Linked DNA regions of Mus musculus: region 1 is linked to region 2. A link is a contact called in public Hi-C data. All regions are on one chromosome and are shown on one strand. Each heading gives the region's core, a stretch centred on a gene start, on an enhancer-like site or on the middle of the called end of the contact. The rest is flanking DNA. Distances are from core to core; before and after follow the strand shown. Region 1 overlaps Chst11 (carbohydrate sulfotransferase 11). Region 2 overlaps Chst11 (carbohydrate sulfotransferase 11).

Region 1 (7,029 bases), core at 590-3,089, 130 kb before region 2:
TCCTATGAATGGTGGCCCAGAACAGGGACAAGGGTGAGGAAGGGACAGGGTTCCGACACCAAGGAGGCTGGTCCTTCAGAAGTCTGAAATCAGAGGGGCAGGCAGGCTCTGTGCCTGTTGACTGACACACTCTGGGGATATCGGAAGTCACTTCTGACAGGAGGAAGGAAGCTGGGCCCCTTCTCTCAGCCTCGAGGCTGGCAACTCCCCCCCAGGGCTGGGCTGTCTGTGGTATTTTAGGGAGGCAGGTAGGTGTGTGTGTGGGAGAATATGGCTTGGCCCTGCAGGTTCTCTTGGCTTCTGACTGGACAATTTGGCTTTGTGGTTTCCTTCCTGCCTCTCTCCAGAGACTCAGCACGCCTTACTGAACATTTGACTGAGCATCTTGAGCCCTCAGGCCTTGGTTCCCCATTCTGTACCATGGGGACAATAGTTGTGCATTCTGGGGGTTGCTTTGATGATTGAGGGCTCAGAAAAAAAACATATGGCACCATGCCTGTGTCTTGTGAACACCACGGAAGTAGAAATTCACTTCCTGTTTAACGTCATTGTGGAGGATTGTCTGGAAAGGGGCTGGCAGTAGAACCAGGCAGCAAAGCCTTGACTGAACCTGAATGCTGACTCCCTGTGTTGTCTGGTGACTGTAACTCCTTGACTCCACCTTAGCCATCTGACTGTACGGTCAGTGTGGGTGGTCCAGGCACCTGCTCCTAGCCACGGTCCTGGGGTATTTCCATCAGATCAGCTCTGGTGTCTCTGTTACACCCGAGGAACTGCTGGTTGGGTATTCTTCTCCGGGAGTGGGCTCTGCAGGAATGCCAGACACATCTGGCATCTGCTCACGAGGCCTGACTCATGCACATCTGGTATCTCACTGACAGAAAATGACTGATAGACATTAGCTGGAATAACATCCTGGCTGGACAGTTGAAGAAAGGGGCAACATCGCGATGAGCTATCAGTACAGTCAACACACTGTAAAGCAGGCGGTGGATTTCAGGATGCTAGAACTGTAGGCTATTGTGTGTGTGTGTGTGTGTGGTGTGTGTGTGTGTGTGTGTGTGTGTGTGTGTGTGTGTGTGTACTTGTGGAGGTCGATCTTGGGTATTAGGTATCATTCCTTAGACGCTGTCCATCACTCTCCTTCAACAACAATAACAACAACTACTACAACAGTGTTTCTTATTGGCCTGAAACCTACGCTGGGATAACAGACACACATCACAATGCTCAGTGTTTGTTTGTTTGTTTGTTTTTTGCTCCCCCCTATCCGTTCTAGGGATGGAAGCCAGGACCTCAGGCCTGTGCAGCAAGCACTGTACTGGTTGATCTATCTCTGATGCCTCCTGGTCTATCAACACCCCATCTCCCTCATTAATACAAGTTACCCACGTACCATTCCTGGTGGGGAAGAGGCTAGAATTGGGCCAGCCCAGCAGATACCACCGCAAAGTATTCCTCCCTTTCCCACCTGCTAGGCACCTTCTACCCCTTCCACAAGTCACCCACAAACCCAAAAGTCCAAGAAGCCACCCCCAGCATCAGGCCTCACTGTCTCTAGCTGCCCAGCCTTCAACAGTTACAACATTGTGAATGAATACAGCCTGTGCCTTCCCTGCCTGCAGGGCTGCTGGCCCAGGTCTAAATGTCTTGTGTGTCTCAAGCACTTGGTGCTGAATCCTTGCAGGACTCAGAGAAGGAGGGTTAGCATTGTGCCAACACATTAGTGCCTCTCTCCTGCTAAGTCTTTTTCAAGAGAGATGGCCATTTGTCATCCACACGGCAGTGTAACGGGAAGGCCACAGGGAGGCGCCACTGAGACCAGTATCGCTGAATTCACTAGCTGAGGAATGTAAGCGACTGCATTGATTTTTAGGTCACAGCTGAGGATACACAGCGGTGCACAACAGCCACACAGACAACCTGGAGCCCAGAGATGAGTAAGACACCCACAAGCTGAGGACATCAGAGGTGTAAATACCGTGTAACTGGTAGATTTTTGAGCTACTGCGTATGTGGGGGTGGAGGGGGTTGTTGCTCATAACCCAGGTGGAGCATTTCTCTGCGCCCACCTAATCCCAACTCAGCCACCCATTCCTAGGACGCAGCACTGAGGAGGACTTTCCTTGTCTCTCTAACCAGCAGCCCCCTGGAGGTACAGGGATGAATCCCAGGCCAGAGCATGGGACGAGTCAGCCAAGGGGCTTACTGCTATGTATGTGGTTCTAGGCCACCTCTGTGCACCGAGGAAAATACCCCCTCTCCTTTGCCCTCCCTACTATGGTTCATTTGTTTGCAGGTGCGCGTGTGTGCCTGTGCACACAGAGAAAACCAGAGGGTAACCCCTGCTCCTTCAGGTGCCGCTTCCTCCCCCTCTTTTAAAGACAGCATCACATGGGTCAGAAGCTGCCAGTCTGTCTCAGCTTCTAATGAATCAGATCCCATTACAGATGGCTCCGAGCCACTGTGTGGTTGCTGGGAATTGAGCTCAGGACCTCTGGAAGTACAGCCTGTGCTCTTAAGTGCTGAGCCATCTCTCCAGCCCCACGTGCCCAGCTTTTTACGTGGGTTCCAGGAACTGAGCACAGGTTCTCAGGCTGCTGCTGACTGAGCCGGTCTCCCAAGCTCTCAGGGGACATTTCTGTGAAACCCGTGGAGTGTAGAGTCCGGATGGCTGCAAGTTCAGAAACTCAGCGGGAGCAGGTGGCCTACTTTCGTCACCAAGGCAGGGAATGTGGGCTAGGCTCTCCTGGGCTGGCCTGATTTGGGAACTCATTAAAATGAGCAAAAAAACCTGAAAATGGCAGGTTCTCTTTTAAAGGACAGTGCCTCTGCTTGGGCTAACAGGAGAGACAAAACGAATCTATTTCAGGATATAATATTTAACCCTAACCCAACCTCTGAGTGGTCTATGGTCCTTGTCCTTTGGCTTCTCTGCCTCACTTGGGAGAGCTAGGACAGAAGGATATTGGTAGGGGTGGGGTGGGGGGTTCAGGGTAGAAGATGAGAGAAGCTTAGGCACTTTTGTTCACACCAGACTCTACAGGGGCCAACTGTCTAGTGGGGTGTCTCCCCTGGGTCTAGTTTCCTACATAGGAAGTCAGTACGCTGGACAGCTAAGTAGCCAGTCCCTGAGAGCGGGCCAGATGAGTGGCCTTCAGGAAGAGAGTGATCCTTTGGGCAGTGGCAGGCTGATGAAAATGAGGGGATTAGGAGAGAGGCTGGGCCAGACTCCCTCCTTGGGCCTCTGTGTGCTCATTTGTAAAATGGGCCCCAAAGCACCATGGCTCTATGACGGCTGTTGAGTCAGGCACCAGCAGGGAGTTGTGCGCGCCCACATGTGAGTGCGCCCAAGTGCTGGGCCACATGGCAGGGAAGAGGTGAGGTGCACAGAGGTGTCTTGAGCGCTTGGGTGACATCAGCCCACCCTGACCTCTGAGGAGGAAGCATGAAGAGCCGGTTCAGCTTAGGAGGAAATCTATTGATTTTCCCCAAATAGGGATGTTCGGTAAAGCCTTTGGGGAGATTAGAAACTGGCTGCCCAAAAGGTAGTGGGGGGAAGTTGGGGGACATAGGGCAGCCAGGGCAAGACCTTGGCTGATTCAATGTGTGGTATGCCCGCAGGCTGTGTGTGTGTTTCCAGGGCCCCAGGAATAGATTGGGAATAGATCGACACATCGAAGCTGGACCAGTCTGGGGTGGGGAGGCCCTTGGGAAGGAAGCTTTTAGTCGTAATTACAATTGCACTGGTCACAAAGGGAGGGGTGCTGGGAACTTTTTGTTTTTGTTTTTTGTTTTTTTTTCACTCTGAGTGCCATTTTCTGTGTCAAAGCAATGAACAGAGAGGCTCTGAAAAGCAAGTTGGGCTAGGGCCTGGGGACCGGTCCTATGGGGACGGCTGATGGTCACAAATGAAAGCATCTGCTTCCATGTAACTGTTGCTCTAGCTGTGGAGAATAAAGGCACCTGGTAACAGCGGGGACAGCCCTGCGGCCGGACTTCTATGCAGACTCACCCAATTGGGTTAGTCTCGGTCTCTTGGTCTCTTGGTCTCCACCACCCCACCCCACCCCGCCCATGCGAGTGCAAAGTCAACCTTGGGTATTTTTCCTAAAGCACTATCCGCTATGGATTTTATTTTGTAAGATAAGTTCTCTCAGTAGCTCAGACCTCACTAATTACGCTATGCTGGCTAACTAGTGACCCCAGGGACCTGCCTTGTCTCTTCTTCCCGGGTGTTGGGACTATAAAGTATGTATCACTATGCATGCCTGACTTTTTACCTGGGTTCTGAATATACAAACTCAGGCCTCATGCTTTCATGGCAAGCACTGTGTATGTCCCCAGATATGTTCTCTTATGGAAAGAATTAAAACAACAACCCCCCAAAACTATAGTCTGTCAAGAAAAGGCAGGGATACTTCCACTCTGCCCATTGGGTTGCCCCGAGGAAGGCACTGGGGAGACAGCCAGTGAGAGGTCTGGAGAGAAACAGGAGGGTGGAGGCTATTCTAGGTCACATGATTATTTATGACCATGTCTGATTCCAAGGTGGCTGGGAAAAAGGGGGGCTGACTACATACTTACCTGTGGAGATCTGTGCTCAGGAATCCAACCAACCAAGGACCAGCCATTTCCCATCTTGAGGTGAGATTGGCAGTTTACAGACCAGTAAACTGAAGGTCAGAGTCTTAACATGACTGTTAGAGCCCAAGTCTCACAGCATAAAAAATACAAAGCCCAAATTTATCCCTACTATCCTGTGCTGGGTACTAGTCTTCAGCTTGAAACAGGCTACAGACTTTGACTTCTATCTGATCCATCCATGAGAACAGGCTAGCTGAGTGAAACTCCTGGGCACAAGGAAGCCCCAGGAACAAAAGTTAGCATTGTAGAACTTTCCCTCTGAATTGAAACATTCCCTCCAGGAGCAAGGTCAGCAAAGAAAACTTGGAGGATTTAGGAAGTAAAGGAAACTCACAAGTCTCAGGAAGTCCCTAAAACAGAGAAGACTTGCAAGGCCCCTTGTTCTGTGAGGCATAACAATTGCTGGGGAGAGGGGACTCTCTGAGGCTGCCTGAAAGTTGTGCATAGAGCTCTTGTGAGTTGTCATTTATGCAGTGGTGGGCTTTTTGGTGATGTGGCTGCCTCTGAGTTATCCACATTCCTGTACAGAACCTCTCATCCATACTTACATAACTAACTCCAATGACCTCATCCATTCACTCAGCTAGTTTGGGCAGAGTTGTTTCTTTGGTCTGTCATTAATATGCTAACTGGGGTCCACACCTGTGCAGGAAAAGTCACACAGCACAATTTAACTAAACCTCACAGGAGACACCAAATTCATAACTTTTCCTGAAGTCAGTGCACAGAACCTGCTCAGTGGGATGCATCCTAATGTTAGAGGGATATCCAGGTTTTCCCTCTAAGCTGTTTGCAGCCCCGCTGAGCATGATTTTGCCTTCTAGTCTTCCAAAGACATAGTTTACCCATCAAGACACACAATGAGGACCTTTAGGCAGCTTAGGGTGTGTTTCCTTCTAGCTGCTGCAGGCCAGAGCTTCAGGATGGTGAGCATACAGCTCCTAGCACAACTATGGGTTTGCAGGGCTAGGCCCTGTCTTTCACAGATACCTGGGTGGGGTTAGGACTGAACTCCCTTTTGGCCCTCACAGGCTCTCCAGATGCACTCAGCAAGAGACCCGTGCATCTCTCAAGAACTTGGCTATAGCCCAGTAATCCTGGGACACTCTCCAAAGTGGGCCAGAACCCAGAAGGGCAAGGCATTGTCTCTGGTCTTTGGACTCTTTTAACCAGAAACATCTGGAAATCCATGTGTGATGGCTATCCTTGCTTGTCAACTTTACTCTATCTGGAGTTAACTAAAACCCAAGGGGATGATAACCTGCAACACAGTTTTGTTTTGTTTTTTTCCCATTCAATCGTTGAGGTGGAAAGACATGTCTTTAATCCAGATCTTCTGAGGTGGGAAGGTCCATCCTTCATCTGGGCTATTCCTTCTGCTGTCAGCCATATAAAGGACATGGAAGAAGGACATGCTCTCTTTGCCTGCTTGCCCTCCCTCTTGCTGGCAAGTGATTCTTTCTCTGGCATTAGAGCCTGCTTCTTCGGGATTCCAGTGTACACTGAAAACTGATTGAGACATCAAGCCTTGCGGACTGAACAACTACCGGGTTCTTGGCCCTTCTAATGGTAAACTGCCATTGTTGAACTACTTGGACCACAGCCTGCAAGCCACTCTAATAAATCCCTCTATGTATACAAAGACTCATTCTCTGAGTTCTGCTCTTATAGAAAACCCTGACTAATATACCACAGGACTAAACTGGATGCCTCAGGGTACGTCTGCAGCTCAGAGGCAAGGCCTTGGCTTGTGAGTCACAGGCTTGTTTTCCAGCTTCTTTCCCTGACAGTATCTTCCGTCCCTCCATCTCTCACTTCCTCTCCTGACTGAACATCCCACACTGGTGTCATCTTCATGGCCACCGAACCTCCTTCTCTACGGAATGTGCTTTCTCCATACCTTGTAGGGTACAAGGACGGCCATTTTGGGGGGAGCATTAGCAAGGTAGGATTCACAAGTCAGGGATCAAGAGTACACTCCTATCTTCCTCTTAGTTACTCAGCTGAGAACATTCTACAGGAACCCCAAACTCCAACCCAATAAAGGTGTCTCTCTGGCACATCTCTGCACCGTCATAAGGATAACACTGCTGTCTATACAGGTGATTCTGCTAGAACCAGGGTGTGGCCTCTGTGACTCTCTCCTCATCTTGACAACCCCAGGGTAGACACGTCACCTCTAGATCTGGCTGCTGCTGACAGACCCTACTGTTACTCTGAACACAGTGTGGATGCCCGCCCTCCTTCCTTCAAGTCGTCCATGGGATGCTCAGCCGCCCGGGCCTGGTGACAGCTCTGGCATGTCCTCACTCTGCCTACCCCTTGCAGCTCTGTCTCAGGACCTCATGGCTGACAGGATGCGCTTTCTCACATCTAAGGGAC
Region 2 (7,247 bases), core at 134-2,633:
TATAACCCATCGGATGGTACAGACACCTTCCCATAAGGAGGCAAGCTCTCTTTTAACAGCATGGTCTTACCATCCCCATCTTGCTGTGTGTAGTTGATTATCCACACCGCCTGGCTTTTATCATGGCTGTTGCACTTGGAATCACTAAACACCACGTTGGTGCTGGTGCGGTCCACACCTCACCTCACTGAAGTTTCCCCGGAGGAGGGGCGCTAGCATTGATAACCTTGCTTTGCAGATGCAAAAGAGAGTGATGTAACTTGCCCGGGTTCACATAGCAGACAGGCGCAGAGCCAGACATACATGCACAGCCACGGTGCTCCCAAGCTGGGACTCTCATACAGGGACAGACAGCCTGACAAATGGGACATCAGAGACTCAAGAAACACACAGATAACTTCTTGCTTGCAAAACTCCGCTGCCCAGAAACAGACAAGACAGCTAAGCTGGTGAAGAGACCAGTGAACTGAGGGCAAACTCCAGAGCCCATAGAAAATCAGGAGAGAGCTAACTCCACAAGTTAACCTCCTACCTCCACACATATGTGAACCTGCATACCACACATCATATGCACATATGTACACACAATCATAAATTTAAAAAATTTAAATTTTCTAATAATAAAAAAGTCCCAACAGCTCAGCTCTGCAATCTCCTTCGAGTTGTCCTCTGACCTCCACACAGGCTCTATCCCTGACCCCCGAGAAAGTAATAAATGTTAACAAATTTAAAATTCTGTTGCATAAGCAACACTGGAGGGCTCACTGAGGCTTAAGTCTATCTCCAGTCTCTAATGAGGTCACAGAATATTCTAAAAGGTGGCAGAGCTGCTACAAACCTAAGTCATGGGACCTGAGAGCTCACCTTGGTGACTACTCTCCAGGGAATGGACAGCCACACATAGGCATCTCAGAGCAGACCTGGTTGGCAGTAGGAAAACCTCCTGCCTCTTTGCACCAAGAGCTCCCAGTGCAGCGGGACTGGTTGTCTTACTTCTTCTGCAACTTATACCTCCATCCTGGTCCCAAGTTAATGGACAATGAAGCCTGTTACCTGGGTTCTTTTTCTATTTCATTCCAAGGTGAAACACTGTGGAAACTATTAGCCAGCATTTGCTTGGCGGCCAGGTTTTGCTCCTCACACACGTGTGTGCAACTCAGAGTGCATGTGAATGGTAGTGGGCGTGCACAAACCTGACACTGAAGGGATCTTCTGTAGGTTCCTAGAACACTCTCCCATGAAGCTAACATTCTTAGGACTGCTGGGCACAATCTGAGCTCGGGACACAAGCTGAGATAAGGATGCTACTGCCACATAGCCACATACAGAGAGGGCTGTGGAAGAACACAGGTCTACCAGACAGGAGGGCTTACAAAGGACCGTCAATCAGCAGGAGGGGTGGGACTTAAACATCACCATAACAACCATCACATACTGGCTGGCTGGCTGGCTCTAGAAAGAGGATTTTTATAAATGATCTTAAAATCCTGTGGAGGCTGTTGTCGGTCTCTGCACTTTGCAGAGGAGGGAAGCAAGGCCGAGGAGTGAGAAGATGTGAGGAACAGCGCCGAGTGCAGCCCTGTCACGATCTGAAGAATGAGAGCCACATCCACAGGCGGCTGTGGGTGAACTGGAGGAGTCGTGACGTGACGTGGGTGCTCTCCAGCAGGGGAGGGATTCTTACAGCATCTTACAGCTGTGAGGCTGCTCTGACTGGTCCCTTGAGCCACACAATGAATGGGTCGGAAGTCTTTCCAGAGTGAACACTGGGCTGAGAAGCTGGCTTGCTGGGTTTATGAACGCAAACACTAAACTTATACTAAACCTTCTCCCAAAGTGTGAGAAGATTTTCGGGCTCCCAAGCATCAACACTAAACCTTTTTTTATTGCTTAACATCTACCCATTGTGTGTGTGTGTGTATGTGTGTGTGCACGCGTGTGTGCGCGTGTGTGTGCATGTGTGTGTGCACGTGTGTGTGTGCACGTGTCTGTGTGTGCATGTGTGTGTGCGCGTGTATGCGCGCGTGTGTGTGTGTATGTGTGTGTGTACGTGTGTGTGTGTGTGCACGTGTGTGTGTGTGTGTGCACGTGTGTGTGTGTGTGCACTTGTGTGTGTGGGTGCGCTAGTGTGTGTGCGCGCGCGTGTGTGCACGTGTGTGCACGTGTGTGCATGTGTGTGTGCACGTGTGTGTGCGCGTGTGTGCACACGTGTGTGTGCGCGCGTGTGTGTGCGCGTGTGTGTGTGCGTGTCTTCCACCATGTGAGTCCTGTAAACTGAGCTCAGATCACCAGGCTCGGCAGCAAGTGCCTTTACCCACTGAGCCTTTCGGAAGCTTTGCCATTGAGACCTATCTCCTCCCGCGCATCTCTGCCAGGCATCGAGATATCCGGCCTTGCTGACTGCATTTAGCATAGGAGAAATAAATTGAATTGATAAGCTTTATCGCGTTACAGCCTCTCTTCCACTTTTCAGGTTCATTTCCTCCATAACTCAGCTGACCTGCTGCCATGGGGTTGACCTACCAAATGTCATAAAGGAAAACTAATGTAATATAATAAAAAGCACTGTCCTTCACAATCCCTCTGTGTGCTTGACTCCAGAATGCGCCTGCTTGTTATTAACATGGAATCCAAAGCTATGGCCTCTTACATATGCCCATGGATACATACGTGTATGAGTTGAATTCTCATTAACGCCATCAATGAGTGCAGGATACCGTTCGGGAAATAATAGACTGGTTTATAGCTCTGAGGTTTTCTCTGGTTCACAGAATGTCATCACAAACACAGAAAGCCCTGTGCTTTCCGACCCCGCCAGCCCTCCTGTCTGCCTGCCACACACATCTAGATTTAACGCCAGTAGACACCTAGCAGCCCTGCCCATGAGAGTGGAGCCTGCAGTCCAGATGGGGTTTATGTTCCTGAGGCTCACACCCTTCCACGATGCTTGTGGGATGCAGCTCAAAGGAGTCGGTCTGAGACATAGCTCAGATGTCTGAGGATCCCTGGACCTTATTGGGTGTGCAAATTACAAATCCGGGAGGACCCACTGCACGGTGAACTATGAAGCTAGCCCCAGACTCATCTCACAGTTTTAGTCTGCTAGAGGGGAAGTGGGTGGCATCAATACATCATTCATACCAGAAGTATATGGGGCTAACCTGGGATAACATGAACCTCATCCCTTCCTTCCTAGGGGGAAACATGAGGGGATGTGACTGTCCACTCATTCAATGGAGTCACACACACACACACCCCCTACACCAGCTGGATGAGCCTGTGTGACAGGATCAGGTAGAAGAGTCACTCACTCAACAGAACAACTGTGTAGGAACTGTAGACAGTAAATGTCTCAGCAACATGGAGAAGGAGTCTTAGAAACATGTTCTTGCTTTTAGGGGACACCAAAGCTGATCGAGAGCCTAGCTAGGAAACCAGAGTCTGCTTCAAGGTCAGTTTCTTCTTTAGGACTCTCATAATGTCACCAAAGAGCACCAACCTAAGAGGGTGCGTCCTGGGTGTGCCTTCTCCCACCTCCCCCTCCCCCCCTCATAAAAGCAACCTTCTAAGCCGAGAAACTGAATTCAGGGCAGAAATGTTTTAATTCTTTAGTTTGCCAGATAGGTCTGTTTACCTCACAACTCTATTATTTTACTAATATTAAGTGAAAAAACAAAAACAAAACAATTGCTTCTAAATAAAACCAAACCATTGCCCCAGAGAGGGGGTGAAAAAAAAAATCACACTTCAGTTCTTTTCTTTTTCTGCTCAAAAATCACCTCCTAACCCAGGCCTTTCTTCCCGTGGAGAATTTCATCCTTTTGGAAGGATCTGGAAGTCAGGGGGAAGCTATGCTTTTATTCTGAATGAATGTCTGCTACCTGCAGGCCTGAAGACTGGTCCAAAGGAGACTTCCCTAAGTAGCTCCTGAGCCTGCAGTGATGCGGAAGATGTCTTAGAATCCCTTCTTCTTGTTGCCAATGACCACTGGTGATGGGCCTCTGTGTTCCATTTTCCTAATAAAGAACAGCAACCCCAGGGTTAACACTCAGGTTAGGGCAGTGTGACTTGAAGGAAGATGCATCTAGAAGGATCCTTGTAATACCAGGAGCTTTGTGTGTCATTTATTCCTCTAACTAACATCAAGGACAAATAGAGGTGTTGCCATGGTCCACTGGGTCACATTTTCAGAATCAGAGAAAGCAACACCCCAGGGCTGTGTAGAGCCTGGTGACAGACATGGAAGGGTGACCTCCTGTGAATCCGCAGTCCAAGGAAACTTGGTCACACCCACGCATCATTATAAACTCTCAAGTCCTTGAAACGTGGGGCTCTTAGCTCCCTCTGTTCTTGGTCTGCATTTCAAGGGAAGGGTGAGGGCGACCGTCAAGTCTATAACCAATCATGGCAAGAATGTGGAACTAGAACTTCAATGGGTGTCAAGGACAACAGAAGCTTGAAAGAGAGTACTCAAATCTGGGTTCAGGATTCCAGTGACTGGGGCCATCAAACAAGAGTCCAACAGTAACCAAATGAATTTCATCTAACAGCCCTGAGACAAGGCTGCCTAATGTCCTCACAGTGCCACAGTCCAAAGGCATATGGTGGATGCCGGCACTATCCAGAGGAAGAGGAGGGAGCCGCCAGGGGAGGGGACAGGAAGGATTGTATGGCTCTGCTACAGGAGGCTATCCTCATAGAATATATTCTGATAGGTTGTATTCTGTAAGTCATGGGTTACTCTATCTTGTTAGAAAAGGAAAGTTGTTTGTGGCATATGTAAAGGTAGCAGGCTCAAGTGGCTAAAGAACTGGTTATATTGGGGCTGCAAAGATGGCTGGACAGTCAAGGTTACTCACTGCTCTTCCAGCTCACTGCTCTTACAGAGGACTCAGATACAGTTCCCAGCAACCACATGACAGCTCACAGCCACTCGTCCAACTCCAGCTCCAGGGAATCTGGAACTCTCCTCTGACCTCCACGGGTCCCAGGTAGCCATATGGTGCACATACATGCAGGCAGGCCCTCATACACATACAGGTTTTTGTTTTTTTTTAATTTTTAAAGAAATAGTCAGACATGTAAAGGTTTGAGTGGTGCCTGCTGGTTTTTGAGACCCATGAAGTCTAGCCAGATTCCAGAAATATAAATGACTTGTGAGGTGTCAGGTAGTGGCTGGCTCACCTCATCTACATAGTGGGAGAAAAGGAGATCTTATCAGAGGGAGCTGTGAACTAGACCTTGAGTTTATCAACTCTGCCAGGCTAATAAAGGTAGCAATCCCCCTGCCTCAGTCAGAGGGAATGGAGGAGGTGAGGCTCAGATGCCCTGGCAAGGACACTTCCGGACCAACTTCCAGAGGCGGTGACAGGAAATCTGACTCCTGAACTGGAAGCCAGAGCATAGGACCATGAGAATTATGTGTCAGCCACTTAATCTACTCAACCATAATATTCCTGGGGAGGACTGGTGGTTCTCTATAGCAATGGTCCTCAATCCTCCCAGGGCTGCTACCCTTTAATACAGTTCCTCGTGTTGCAGTGACCCCCACCATCAAGTTATTTTGTAACCACTTTGGAACTGTAAATTTTCTACTGAACAGAATCATAATGTAAATATCTGATATGCAAGATATCTGATATGCAACCCCCAAGAGGGTCACAGGCCACAGGTGGGGAACCCTGATCTAAAGAGAGGCAGATTAAAGCGCCCATGGTTCTCCAGAATTTGGATTTCCCGGGAAAGAGGGGAAGGTTGGACCGTGAGTGTAAGCCAGGGAAGGAGGTTACCCCCTGGAATGGATTTCAACAGCTCTACAAAACTTGTCAGATGACCTGGCAGCCAGAGTAGAGCATTAACAGTAATGGGTCAGTGACATCTTACCATTTAACCATGAATTTAGCCAGGACTCAGAAAATGGAACCAGATGTGGTGGGGAGGGGGGCATTGCATGCAAGTGTGCATTCAGTCACTGGATTGGCTCCTCTTCCCAATGCAGCTACATGGGATACATCTTTCCCCAGTCATTACTGATACTTATGTGTTTAATTGTGTATTATTCTATTGTCCTGGCTAGCTTTATGTCAACTTGACACAAGCTGGAGTCATCTGAAAGGAGGGAAGCTCCGTTGAGAAAGTGTCTCCATAAGATTCAGCTGAAGGACATTTTCTTAATTAGTGACCAATAGGGGAGGCCCCAGCCAACAGCAGGTAGTGCCATCCCTGGGTTGGAGGTCCTGGGTTCTATAAGAAAGCAGGCAGAGCAAGCCATGTGAAGCAAGCCAATAAGTAGCATCCTCCATGGCCTACTCATGTATCATGTAGCACACTCATGTGTCACTATACATGAGCGTAACCCAAATAAATCCTCTCCTCCCCAACTTGTTTTGGTCACGATGTTTCATCACAGCAATAGGAACCCTAAGACACCTCTTTAGGACAGACAGCTGAATCTGGTTTGACTGGCCCCAGGTCTGACCTTATAAACTCTGGTATCATGGTGACCAAAGCTTATGTGGTATCTAGAACATTCTCAGAACATACTAGCTAGCTATGTGTGGTGGCTCCAGCAAGAAGAAATCTGTGGCAGGAGGACTGCTGTGAGCTGGAAGCTACCATGGACTACCTAGTGAGTAGGTCAAGCTAGTCAGAGACAGGTACATACAGAGACACCCAGAGACGTACACAAAGAAGATACAAACTGTCTGGAAGTAAATAGTACTAAAAACCATACATACACACATAACCAGAGCTGTGCATTCTGTCACTGTCACTATTACTGTCATTCCGGGACCAGCCTGCATGCCACTAACTACACCCCAAGGAGAATCCAGACTTAGCCTGTCCTCTAACAGGGAGGAGCACTTCCTAGGGACAGGAACAGGAGAGACTAAGTCTTGGCTGATTCAGTGAGTGGCAGGATCAGTTACACAAAGCCCCTGGCCTCCAGGCTTCCTGAAGAATCCAGAAGAGGACCACTAGCCTGAGAAAGGGACAGAGGTGAGACTTGGGACAGCTTCAAGAGGCCCCAGCAGATCCTGGAACCCAGCTTTTAAAGATGTGTAGTTTGTAATGTAAGCAGGAAGACTTCTGCCCAACACTGGAAGCAGATAGGAGCCAGAGAGACAAAGGTCTTCCTGTGGCATTCTACAGGGCTAGAAACTTATCCTGCAGACACAGCATGGCCATGTTTGTCCCACTGCCATGACAGAAGCCACACAGACTGGATGGCTTCAAAAACAACAGAG

Evidence for each region. Hi-C and Micro-C count contacts between places; a contact is called where the count stands out from the background.
Region 1: a Hi-C map of cerebral cortex shows a contact between it and region 2, with 4 times the contacts expected there. The contact joins two enhancer-like sites. A contact is called at or near these places in 4 of 484 Hi-C or Micro-C datasets (bone marrow-derived macrophages, brain, cerebral cortex and 1 more) and 1 of 115 datasets of contacts at active chromatin or transcription factors (kidney).

What each region holds. Positions count from the first base shown.
Region 1 is chr10:83,177,576-83,184,604 of GRCm38.p6, reverse strand. All of the region lies in intron 2 of Chst11 (carbohydrate sulfotransferase 11), which reads right to left. Among named protein-coding and RNA genes, the nearest start is that of Slc41a2, 160 kb to the left of the region's middle. Within about 2 kb of position 1,839, at least 63 of the 459 cell types and tissues checked have an H3K27ac peak or open chromatin away from gene starts, as enhancers often do. A contact at or near this core is called in brain and cerebral cortex, where this site is marked.
Region 2 is chr10:83,043,722-83,050,968 of GRCm38.p6, reverse strand. All of the region lies in intron 1 of Chst11 (carbohydrate sulfotransferase 11), which reads right to left. Among named protein-coding and RNA genes, the nearest start is that of Chst11, 62 kb to the right of the region's middle. Within about 2 kb of position 1,383, at least 34 of the 459 cell types and tissues checked have an H3K27ac peak or open chromatin away from gene starts, as enhancers often do. A contact at or near this core is called in brain and cerebral cortex, where this site is marked.